Regions from separate parts of the Mus musculus genome. Here all the other regions are linked to region 3. The links are chromatin contacts, called in public HiChIP or PLAC-seq and promoter capture Hi-C maps. All regions are on one chromosome and are shown on one strand. Each heading gives the region's core, a stretch centred on a gene start, on an enhancer-like site or on the middle of the called end of the contact. The rest is flanking DNA. Distances are from core to core; before and after follow the strand shown.

The links. Promoter capture Hi-C pulls out the DNA fragments that hold promoters and counts their contacts. HiChIP or PLAC-seq counts read pairs in DNA pulled down with a chosen protein or histone mark.
Region 1: a contact with region 3 is called in a promoter capture Hi-C map of pre-B cells. The contact joins the promoter of Fbxl6 here to the promoter of Zfp7 in region 3. A contact is called at or near these places in 14 of 39 promoter capture datasets (the C10 cell line, the HPC-7 cell line, cranial neural crest and 10 more), 1 of 15 datasets of contacts at CTCF or cohesin (embryonic stem cells), 5 of 484 Hi-C or Micro-C datasets (CD4 T cells, the G1E-ER4 cell line and embryonic stem cells), 15 of 115 datasets of contacts at active chromatin or transcription factors (the 230-238 cell line, the SCID.adh cell line, bone marrow-derived macrophages and 6 more) and 3 of 9 other capture datasets (adipose tissue, liver and macrophages).
Region 2: a contact with region 3 is called in a FOXA1 HiChIP or PLAC-seq map of pancreatic cancer cells. The contact joins the promoter of Rbfox2 here to the promoter of Zfp7 in region 3. A contact is called at or near these places in 1 of 39 promoter capture datasets (frontonasal cranial neural crest) and 1 of 115 datasets of contacts at active chromatin or transcription factors (pancreatic cancer cells).
Region 4: a contact with region 3 is called in an H3K4me3 HiChIP or PLAC-seq map of forebrain, with 5 times the contacts expected there. The contact joins the enhancer-like site here to the promoter of Zfp7 in region 3. A contact is called at or near these places in 8 of 39 promoter capture datasets (the 3T3-L1 cell line, 3T3-L1-derived adipocytes, cranial neural crest and 5 more), 1 of 484 Hi-C or Micro-C datasets (the N1E-115 cell line) and 5 of 115 datasets of contacts at active chromatin or transcription factors (embryonic basal ganglia, embryonic forebrain, forebrain and 2 more).

Annotation. Positions count from the first base shown.
Region 1 is chr15:76,537,387-76,540,086 of GRCm38.p6, forward strand. Fbxl6 (F-box and leucine-rich repeat protein 6) reads right to left here and starts at 1,360. Exons shown (of 9, transcript NM_013909.2): 1 at 939-1,360; 2 at 531-689; 3 at 337-400; 4 at 1-34. The coding sequence starts at 1,330. Slc52a2 (solute carrier protein 52, member 2) reads left to right here and starts at 1,444. Exons shown (of 5, transcript NM_029643.4): 1 at 1,444-1,809; 2 at 1,997-2,216; 3 at 2,308-2,700. The coding sequence starts at 2,087.
Region 2 is chr15:77,305,636-77,308,335 of GRCm38.p6, forward strand. Rbfox2 (RNA binding protein, fox-1 homolog (C. elegans) 2) reads right to left here and starts at 1,418. Exons shown (of 14, transcript NM_053104.6): 1 at 729-1,418. The coding sequence starts at 908.
Region 3 is chr15:76,877,924-76,880,712 of GRCm38.p6, forward strand. Zfp7 (zinc finger protein 7) reads left to right here and starts at 1,330. Exons shown (of 5, transcript NM_145916.3): 1 at 1,330-1,430.
Region 4 is chr15:77,366,379-77,369,078 of GRCm38.p6, forward strand. No RefSeq gene overlaps it. Among named protein-coding and RNA genes, the nearest start is that of Gm41353, 8.4 kb to the right of the region's middle. Within about 2 kb of position 1,318, at least 195 of the 459 cell types and tissues checked have an H3K27ac peak or open chromatin away from gene starts, as enhancers often do. A contact at or near this core is called in 3T3-L1-derived adipocytes, the N1E-115 cell line, embryonic forebrain and 4 more, where this site is marked.

The DNA of each region.
Region 1 (2,700 bases), core at 110-2,609, 340 kb before region 3:
GGAAGGTGAGCCGAGGGCAGAACTTGCTAACCAGCTGTAGCAAGAGATAGAGAGAGAGAGAGAGACCATCCAGGGTTGTGGAGGGCAGGTAAAGGTCTATCTACAGGGACACTGGTAGTCATGACAAGCCTATCCTATAGTCCCAGCTATGACTCCATTCTGTCCACGCCAGGCCTACATGGAAATTGCTGTCTCCTCCAGCAATTTCCTAAGATGTCAGCAAGACGAAACTGAGCAGGCAGGCAGACAACTCTGTGGTACACCACCAGGGCACCCTCCCCATAGTAGACCACTCAAACGTGACAGCTTGTGTGCAGGGCAGTCTCCAGCTCTTACCTCCAACACAGAGTGTACTTGAGACTTCCAGTGGATGAGGGTCAAGCTCTGGAGCTGAGAGAACCTGGGCGACAGCAAGGCCCGGCTGTAGTTGTGCTCTTGTCCTTACGCTGCCCCCTTCTGGACAGAATCCTCCCCTACTCAACGCGGATGCAGGGAAGACAACAGACAGTAAGATGACAAGGAGCCCTCACCGATTGGGTACGAGCCACTCCAGGCAAGCAAGGAGCTTCTTCTCTCCCTTAAGGTTGCCCTTGCCAGCCCGGCCAACCAGCGAGGGTGACAGGGTCACAGTATGCCAGAGTGAAGGATGGGAGGTGGCTTCGTGCCAGTGACGGCAAACGCGTGCAGCCCTAGGAGAAGAAAAAGTTTGCTGAGAGTGCGTGGCCTTTTGCGGGTAATGCCTACAATGGAGTGTTTTAGGAGCAGCGCAGCGGTCTTAAAGCCTGCCGTCGCCCGTTCTCAGTGCTAGGCTTTGAGCTCTAAGTGAAGACAGGTGCCGGAGCACTTGTGTTCGCCCGATGTGATGCCTGCTCTGCCCTCTGCTCTGCAGCACCCGCTCAGTGCGCCAGTCTCTACCGCGGCAGGCGCTGTTGGTGTACCTGCCAAGAAACGGCATGGGCCCATGAGCCGCAACCAACAACCCGAAAATATGCACCAGGACTTCTAAGGGAATACGGTCTCCCCAACCAGAGTCCAGGCCCTGATCGAGCGACGGCTCCGGTCGGGGTTTGGTCCTGGGCTTGGCGACAGCCGTGGGGCCACGAGCCAGTGACCTCGGAGCGCGGCGACGGGCGCGCCGGTGCGCACGAGCGCGGGGAGGCTCCAGGTCCGGCAGCACGAGCAACATGCTGTCCGCTTGCAGCAGGTGGTACCCAGAGCCGCGAGGTGCCAGGCGGTCCCACCACCAGTCCTCCGCCGAGCGGCCCCGCGCATCGGGCCGCTTGGAGCTTCGAACTCGACGTCTAACTCGCCTAGAGGCCACGGGAGCCATAGCCCCCGGGAGCTGAACTAAAAGCGGAAGGTGGGTGGGCAGAGAGGAAGGGGCGTGGCCCCTTAGCTCACTCCTTTACACTACACTTAGCTTCCGGGGGTGGGACTTCCGCCGCAGTCTAGCGCATTAGCCGGCGTCTTACTACAACCCTTTGGCTGGGGTTTGGCTGCCTTCCGGGCTAAGTGGCGTGCTCCCGGGGCTGGGCGGGCTGCTCCGGCCCCACGCCCCTGATGCACCGCACTCAGCCGAGGAGCCCAGAATCGAATCAAGTCAGCCAGCCACACCTCTTGCCGATCCACGCCGGCTGCCTGAAGTTAGCTGTCATCCAGTCTGGTTTAGCCGCGCCAAGACTTGGTCCTCCGCAAGCATCAAGGACTGGCTCTTTCGCTCATCTTCCTCCCCGGAACCATGCTTTAAGCCAGCTTCTCGCTCCCCCGCTTGCCAGTCTTGTACAGAAGGGTCCCGGTGCAGGCTCCATGGTAGGTGCAGCTCCTGATCTATCCGCCGCCTCCCTCCAGGTGCCTTGGTTTTGCAATCTGGCCACCTCAGACCCTGACTCTGCCCACTCGCATGTTTTTTTGTTTGTTTGTTTGTTTTGTTTTGGTTTGTTTTGGTTTGTTTTTTGTCTCCGTCCAGGTGAAAAAGCTTGACTCTTTTTTTCTCTAGAATAGTTAGAGAAGCTTTGGATCTACGTGGGAAAAGGGCGGACTGTTACCTTCGCTTTGTCCTGGAGGGCCCGCTTTGACCTTTGACCTAATGGCAGCACCTCCGCTGGGCCGACTGGTGCTGACCCATCTGCTGGTGGCCCTTTTCGGCATGGGCTCCTGGGCTGCTGTCAACGGGATCTGGGTAGAGCTGCCGGTAGTGGTGAAAGAGCTCCCGGAGGGTGAGTGAAGTGGGCGGAGGTAGGCTGCTGCTGTTGCTGCTCTTCGTTCCTTAGCCTGGTGCCTTTACACTATCTCCTCCTTCCACTGCAGGTTGGAGCCTCCCTTCCTACCTCTCTGTGCTTGTGGCGCTGGGAAACCTGGGTCTGCTGCTGGTGACTCTGTGGAGGCGTCTGGCTCGCGGCAAGGGCGAGCAAGTCCCCATCCGAGTGGTTCAGGGGCTAGGCATAGTGGGCACAGGCCTACTGGCCTCTCTGTGGAACCACGTGGCCCCAGTGGCAGGAAAGCCGTACTCAGTGGCCTTCCTAACGCTGGCGTTTGTGCTGGCATTGGCCTGCTGTGCTTCTAATGTCACTTTCCTGCCCTTCTTGAGCCACCTCCCACCCCCCTTTTTACGGTCTTTCTTCCTGGGTCAGGGCCTGAGTGCCCTCCTGCCCTGTGTGCTAGCCCTGGGTCAAGGGGTGGGCCGCCTTGAGTGCCTGCATG
Region 2 (2,700 bases), core at 168-2,667, 430 kb after region 3:
GTATCAATATCTTTGTCATTTCCCACCCTCAACAATCAAGCTAACACTGGAGGCCACAACTCAGAAACCAGTCTCCTAACAGCCCTATAAATTTTCTTTTCTACCTCAGGATACTAAGGAGTTTACTCCGCATCCTACGAACGTAGGATGCAATGGGTAAAGCACAGGCGGGATCTGCCTGGTGTCTCTCTCCAGACTTAATAACATGCTGCACAAAACTGAGACAGAGCATCACACTACCAAACTCCGCGGACTTCTCAAGACTGCTCGAGTAACTGATTGAACCCACAAGCTAAGCCACATCCCCTTTCGGGCTCGCTCTCTCTCCAGGAGTTGGCTGGCTTTTCAGTCTGTTCTCCACATGCCGTTCCCCCTTTCCTCATCCCAGTGTAAACCAAAAGGCGCCCTTCTTCTCCGGAGCTTTCCCACCACCAGCTTCCCTCGCTCTCAGCTCGGCCCAACAGCTCTCCTCTGGACAAATCGACCCAAGAACCCTCAACTTCTCAACAAACTGAGCACAGGCTTAAGAAATGGACTGCATCCCGATCCTGTTCAATCCCAACTCCAAAAGGAAAAAAAAAAAAATCCCACTCCCTCGCGCTGCCTCCGGGGCCCCTCCAGCCCCTGCACCCGGCCCCAAGCCCACTCTCCAGCCAGGCCCACCCGGCGCCCGGAGGCCCGAGCCCGCCGCGGCCCTCCGTAACCGGGCGCCCGTCCCGCGCGGTCACCTGCATCCCGCCGTCGGCCGCCTCCTCTGTGCGTGGCCGCTTGCTCAGGCCGGGCTCGGGTCCGTCTGCCCCCGCTCCGGGCACCGGCAACTCCACCTCCGACTCCCGCTTCATGCCCCGGGCGGCAGCGCCGGGCCCGAGCTGAGGCGGCTGCTGCTGCGCCTGGCCGCCTTCCGCCATCCGCCCGCGCCCCCTTCGCCACCGGGAGCCGGGCGACCCGCGACAGGCCACCTCCCCCTGGGCCTCGGTGCCGACAGTCGCGACAGGCGGGCGCGCGCCGGCCCCGCCCCCCGCGTGCGTGTGTGCGTGCGCGTCGGTCCGGAGCCCGGCTTCGGCTTCGGCTTCACTACCGCTCCGACTCAGGTTATGGCTCCGGCTTCGGCTTCGGCCCCGGCTCCGGCTTCTGCTCCGGCTTCGCGCCGGCCGCTCGCTCGCTCTCTCACTCGCACGCGCGTGCGCCGATCCCTCGGTCCCTTGGTCCTTCAGTCCCGCGCTCCCTCACCACTCGCCAGCCGTGCGGGGAAGGGGACGGCCTGGGCTCCCAGCTTGGGGAGGGCTGTTTATTTGGGAGGAGGAGGAGCGCGAGGCCGCAGCGAGCTGACTGGTCGGGATCCTCCGTCCCGCCACTGTGGCAGCGCCGGGAAGGCGGGGAGAGAGAAAGGAGAGAAGGAGGGAGGAACCTGGATGTGTGGGACTCGGGCCGCCCGCGCGAGAGGAGGCTGTAGTGAGGGGGCGTGGCTACGCCCCTCGGCAATCTCCGTCGCCTCCGCGCGGGCCGCCCGCGGGAGGCCGGGAAGGACTCGGAAAAGCTCGGGAAGCTCGGGGATGCTCTGGGAAGCATGGAGAGAGAAGGGGCCGCCTCTTTTAAGGCGGTGGCCGGGGGGCGGAGCTTGAAGGGCAGGAGTTCGGGGGAGCAACTTGGACTAGTTGCACTAGTGAGAAGTGATGACCTGATCTCTCTCATCTGGCTTCCTGGGATTTAGGGAAGCAGAGGGGCGCTCTGCGAGAGGAAGGTCCCTTTGCCTCCTTCCTCTCCAGCCCAAGACCTGGGAAGTCCAGGAGTGATGGCTCCCATATAAACTTTTCTGAGAAATGGTGCTATGAAGCGAATAATTGCATCTCTAATGATGTCAATATTTCTGATGTTGCCAGGCATGGCGGTGGTGCACACCTTTAGTCCTAGGAAGTAGGAAGCAAAGACAGGAGTATCTCTGAGTTCGAAGCCAACCTGGTCTATCTGCATAGTGAGTTCCAGGATAGCCCTACACAGAAAAACTGTCTCTAATAATAGTAATAAATAACGCCTGGTGTTTTTTTAAGAGCTTTACGTTTACATAGGGCATTTACGGAACCATTTTGAGCCTGACAGTAGAAAACATGGTTTTAATCCAATGGATGGACCTGAATTTGTTCAAGTCCTGAAGCAGAAATATGTGGCCAGTCAAGATGGCAATCTCTTGGTTTTACTCCTTGCTGCCTGAATAGCCCTTCCTAGCTTATCAGCTTTGTGCAGTTAGGTCTGTCCGGTAGGTTTTCTCCACCTGATTGTAAATAGAAACTGCTTCTGCCTCTCAGGGTTCCATACTGTGACATGGAAAGGGATATTGTGCAATAACCTAGCTTCTAGCCTTACCCTTGCTTGCTACTTTAAACAAGTGAGTTTTTCTCTTTGGATCCCAACTGCAGTATCTGAAATAATCCTTTGGATCAGTGGTTCCCAGCCAAGAAAAAGTTTCAGACCCTTTCAGCATCTCCCACTTCCGTATTTGTCATATGGTAAATTTTGTTCTTCACAAATGGAGACTATACTGGCATTTACTGAATAGAAGCTTTGAATGTTATTCAGAACTCTACAGTGCAGAGAACAATCCCTGCAAGAGAGACTTGTCCAAACCAGAATGCCAATAGTTCAGAGATTGAGAAACCCCAGGTCAGGTGATGTCTAAGGTTACTTGCAACCAGTCTGTGACTT
Region 3 (2,789 bases), core at 80-2,579:
TGGCACACACATATACACATATACCACACACATACACACATACACGGCACAGACACATACACATATACCACACACACACACACACACACACACAAATAGCACATACACAGCATAGACATTTACACATACATGCACAAACCACAAACATACACACACTCAAGGCACAGACACACACACACACACGCATGTGAATGTGCATACACACTCTCTCCTTTCTCATAGCTCCCTCTTTGCCACTTTCCAAGGACTATATCCTCTCCCCTCACACCCGCTCAGTAGTGCAGATACAATAGGCCCTCTATCCTCCTTGAAACATTTTCTTTATCACCAGTGACTCCATCCTTCACTTAGTTCTGCCAACCTCCCTCTCTCTATGCTAGTGTTTCCTTGTTACTAGAATCTAAAGGCCTAGGCTCTCTGACAGTTGAAGAACATGTTAGGGCAAGGAGAATTGACAGGAAAAAAATCAGGTTTATTCAGTAGCTGGCATTCTTTTTTTTTTTTTTTTTTCTTCGAGACAGGGTTTCTCTGTGTAGCCCTGGCTGTCCTGGAACTCACTCTGTAGACCAGGCTGGCCTCGAACTCAGAAATCCGCTTGCCTCTCCCTCCCAAGTGCTGGGATCAAAGGCATGTGCCACCACTGCCCGGCTAGTAGCTGGCATTCTTGAGAAGTTAAGATGTACTTTCTCCTCAAGACTCTTTTTTTTGTTTGTTTGTTTGTTTTTTCGAGACAGGGTTTCTCTGTGTAGCCCTGGCTGTCCTGGAATTCACTTTGTAGACCAGGCTGGCCTCAAACTCAGAAATCCTCCTGCCTCTGCCTCCCAGGTGCTGGGATTAAAGGCGTACGCCACCACCGCCCAGCTTTTTTTTTTTTTTTTTTTTTGGTTTCTTGAGACAGGGTTTCTCTGTGTAGCCCTGGCTGTCCTGGAACTCACTTTGTAGACCAGGCTGGCCTCGAACCCATAAATCCACCTGCCTCTGCCTCCTGAGTGCTGGGATTAAAGGTGTGCGCCACCACACCCGGCTTCTCCTCAAGACTCTTATCATTAAGGTTCAGGGACCCAAAGGGATTTTTGGTAAGGGAAAGCCTTTGGTAAAGCTTTTTGGGGTTGGTAGTGAGACTGTGGTTGGGTAGGCTCTTTCTCATCAGAAATGCATCCTCTGGCCCCGCCTCCTGGTCGTGCCTGGCCTTCGGTGACCTTCAGCCACACTTCCCGGCCCTGCCTCTCAGTCTCTAGCCCAGCCCTTTATGGGCCGTGACAACTTCTGGCCCCGCCCCCACCCCTGTAACCTGGCGGGGGGCGGAGTTAGAGAACAAACGGGGCGCGCTGGCCAGCGAGCGGAAGTCGCCCGGGTGGGGCACAGTGGGATAAGCTTGCAAAGCCCTTTCCGGTGGCTCTCTTGTTGGGATCCACCACGCGCCGGGGCAGGTGAGTAGGCGCAGTCGCTTTCCTTGTTTTTAGGGCAAGGGACACTTGGCTTTTACTCCCCAAAAGGATGGAAGGCGTGGGCGGCTCGGTGCTGTTGTGAATGCCTGGCCGAAGACGTGATCCCAGCGGAGTAGAATAGCCGAGCATCCCAGCTCTTCTAGCCTGCTCCCGGGCTCCAGTGTTGAACCTGAGCAAGGCTGCTTCCCTCCAGGCCTGGGGCTGGGTGCAACCTCCCTCATTCCTCGTGAGTAATCACTTTCTGGGACTATCTCTTCTCTCATTTCTGCACCTGAATGACCTGGAGTCGGTCACGCCTGCGGACTCAGAAGGCATCTCAGGATTTGCTCTTCTGTATCTGAGACCGCGATTTCCCATTGGTAGTCCAAATGCTGGGGTCTGAGAGGAGAATTCTTTTCTAGTGTTCACTGCTAATTGGCCAGTCTAGCCAGTGGCCAGATACCTGGGCCAAAAGCTACCTGGGAAAGTAGCTTCCTCTCTCCCATTTTGACCTGAAGGTGGGTGTTTGTGTGTGCAAGGAGGGGCCCAAGGGCTTTGGTTTAGCAGAAGGGGACTTCTCGAATCCTTTTTTGTCGTCATCCTTGTGACTTAGGGCAGCTGTAGCTCGTTCTGGAATTTAGGTACAGGTGAACAGGGATTGTTTTCCTTCTGAAGGCCTTTTTTTCTTTTTCCTGGACCTGACTGCTACTGCCTCCAGTTAACTCTTCCTTATCTTCTCTCCTTTGGCTCACACACTGGCTCACTTGGTCCCATTTTCAGATCCTGAAGTGCGTTTCCTACCTCAGCCACCAGCTTGGCCTAGGTCCCTGGGGGAAGGCATCCTTTAAACTTTACCAGCGTTTCTCATTTAAACACTTTACTAGTCCCCCCGTACTTCAGCACTGTTGTTGATGTGATCTTAGTTGTCCTTTCTACTAGATGTCCCATGAAGTCTCCCTCGTTGTTCAGTTGAATGTGTGGCCTATGGCAGCCATTTATTTATTTATTCATTCATTCATTCATTTATTTTTTGGTTTATCGAGACAGGATTTCTCTGAGTAGCATTAACTGTCCTGGAACTCATTCTGTAGATTAGGCTGGCTTCGAACTCAGAGACTAAAGGTGTGTTTTATACACACACACACACAACACACACACACACACACCTGCCGCAGCTGTACATCATGGCTCCAGCCCTTACTCCCACACAACACAGACAAGAAGGCTCAGGAGCTGATATTCAAATATCAGCCTTTGCCCAGTCTGGTGTGTCTGTGCGTCTGGCTTGGGTGGTAAAGAAGCAGTGGGGTACAGAGCCCCTCCAGTCACCCTGGGAACTGGGGAGCTTCCTCCCCTCTGACC
Region 4 (2,700 bases), core at 68-2,567, 490 kb after region 3:
TGAAGTGAGCTCAGATTGACCAGTGTTAGGAAACTTCATCTGGGACTGTCTGTAATCCCACTACTGTGGAGGTTGAAGCAGGAGGATTATGAACTCAAGACTAGTCTGGGCTACAGAATGAGTTCAAGACCAGCTTGGGCAATTTAGTCCGTCTTAAAATAGAGATGGGCATGGGCATGGGGAATGGTGGGGGGGAGAGAGAGAGAGAGAGAGGGAGGGAGGGAGAGAGAGAGAGAGAGAGAGAGAGAGAGAGAGAGAGAGAGAGAAAGACTGAAGACAGTTTAGTGAATTCCTGTCTCCAGCCCAGTGCAGAAACCCTTTGGTGTTTGATCCTGCCGCAGACACTGGCCTTGGAGCTTGGGGAGGCTCTCCCTGTGTCTCCCGGTAGCAGTATCGTTGGCTCCAAGAAGCCATGTGGTAACCAGTTTAAACATTCGGCCAGCTCCTCCTCCACCCGCCTTCTGCCAGATGCTAATGGAAAACTGAACCAGGCATCTAGGGGTGGGGGTGGGGTGGAAGCCGGGAGGAATTGGGAAGAACGAGCCAAGAAGCTTGAAGTCCTTGACACAGAAGAGGAAGGCTTTGACTGATGTGTGAGAGCGTTAGGAGGAGGCCACAGCTCCAGAGCTCAGACGCCTTGCCTGGACAGTGAATGCAGCCACCCAGCTGGCCCAGAGGCGGGCAGTTCCCGTCCTGTGGGAGGACGTGACAAAGTCAGTACCAGAGGGAGCAATGTCGGATTTCTCAACTAGTACACTGGAATGAGGAGGAAGCCCTCCGAAAGGCTCAGGTTTATGCCTGCCTGCTCAACTCATCTTTCTAATACGTCTACTGCGTCTCCTAGCCATGGGCCATGGCTCTAAGACCCCTTACGGGTAACCGAATCTCTCCCTAGCAAACAAGAAAACCAACAAGGAAATCCTCAGAGGGAGAAGGCTGTGGAGCGAAGGCCCGGAGGGAGGCTCAGCCCTGCCGCGCAGATTCCTGGTCCCTCTGGGGACCGGCTTCATCCAAAGCATCTTTTAAAAAGTGTGTGGGCGCCCTCGTGTGGACGTTCTGTTAATACTACAAGCTTGCTTTCTAGCTCTTTTTTTGTTTTTGTTTTTGTTTTTGTTTTTGTTTTTTTGTTTTTTTTTTGAGACAGGGCTTTTCTGTGTGGCGCTGGCTGTCCTGGAACTCAACTCGAGACCAGGCTGGCCTCGAACTCAGAAATTCCCCTGCCTCTGCCTCCCTCAGCCTCCCAAGTGCTGGGATCAAAGGCGTGCGCCACCACCGCCCGGCCTCTAGTTCATTTTATTCCAGCTCAAAACTGTGATTTCCAAGCTTGGTAAGCAGAACCTTTCCGGGGGGTGGGGCCTAGCTGGCAGAGGCAAGTCACCTGGGTGGACCTTTGGAGGCAGAAGTGCCATTGGCACTAGGCAAGTGTGTGGTGCACAGATATATATCTAGGCAAAACACCCATGCATATAAAATGAAATTAAGTAGAAAAGCCAGGCATGATGATGCATGCCTACAATCCTGCACTCAGGAGGCAGAGGCAGAAGCAGAGGCAGGCAGAGCTCTGTGGGTTCGAGGCCAGCCTGGTCTACATAGTGCGTTCCAGGACAGCCAGGGGTGTTAGACAGAAACCCTGTCTCAAACCAAACCAAACCAAACCAACCAACCAACCAACCAAACAAACAAAAAACAAAAAAAAGAAGAAATTAAAAATTTTTTCAATAGGGAGGGATATCTGAGGGAATTTGTTGAATTCCACCCAAATCTGAACAAAAAAAAAATCTAAGGGCTCTTTGGATGTGTAGCCTTTGCTAGAGGAAATACTACTCAAGGAACATATGGGCCTAGGCTCTTTTCGTGCAGCCAGACGACTAAGACTGGAAAGGAAACCAGTGCTCCTCCCACTAACCAGGAGGAAAAAAAATGCAGACTAGAAAGGCCAGAGACGCCAGAGAAGCACTGTTGGAGCGCCCCCGTGTGGACACGACGTGCGTGAGCGGCATCCAAGGTTGATCAACAAGGGAAGGGCATACTGTGGTTGTGGCTGGCCTCAGCTGACAGTGTTTGCTCCGGCAGCCGTGGCTCTGACTGCTGAGAACGGGCCCTGCAGCTGGCAACCAAAGGCAGGCCATCTCCCCGTGACTCCAAAAGCCACACAGACTTTGTATGAATTGGAAAGGGAATGGGGAGAAAATGAGATGGAGCAAGAACGAGGAAGAAAAACGGCAAGAGGAAGAAGCAGGCAAAGAAGAAACGAAGGGGGTGGGGGTTGGGAAGAGGAGAAAATGCCTTGAGGGAGTTGGTTCCTAGGGACTTCTGCCACTTCTGTTCTTGCCTGGGCAAAGAATAAATGAATAAGCAGGAACCCCGCTGAATAGGATGAGGGCAGGTCCACTTAAGGGTCAGGAATCAGATAGCAGGGATCAGGGATCAGGACCGGAGAAGGACTATGAAGGGAGCTTGGACAAGGATGCTTGTGGTCTGTCTATCTTGGTCCCGCTACAGCTGACCTTTGCCCACACCTGAGCACAGGCCCTCCAAGCAAAGTCAATCCTCTGCTTAGCGACAGGTAAAGAACGCACCTGTGTTCACTCCAGCCAGACGTGCGTGAACACCACCCTCTGTCCCAGCGGGGCCTGAGGTGACAGAATCTGAAAGAAATGCCTGGGTGGAGGGGCAGCGACTGTACAGGAAGAACAGGAA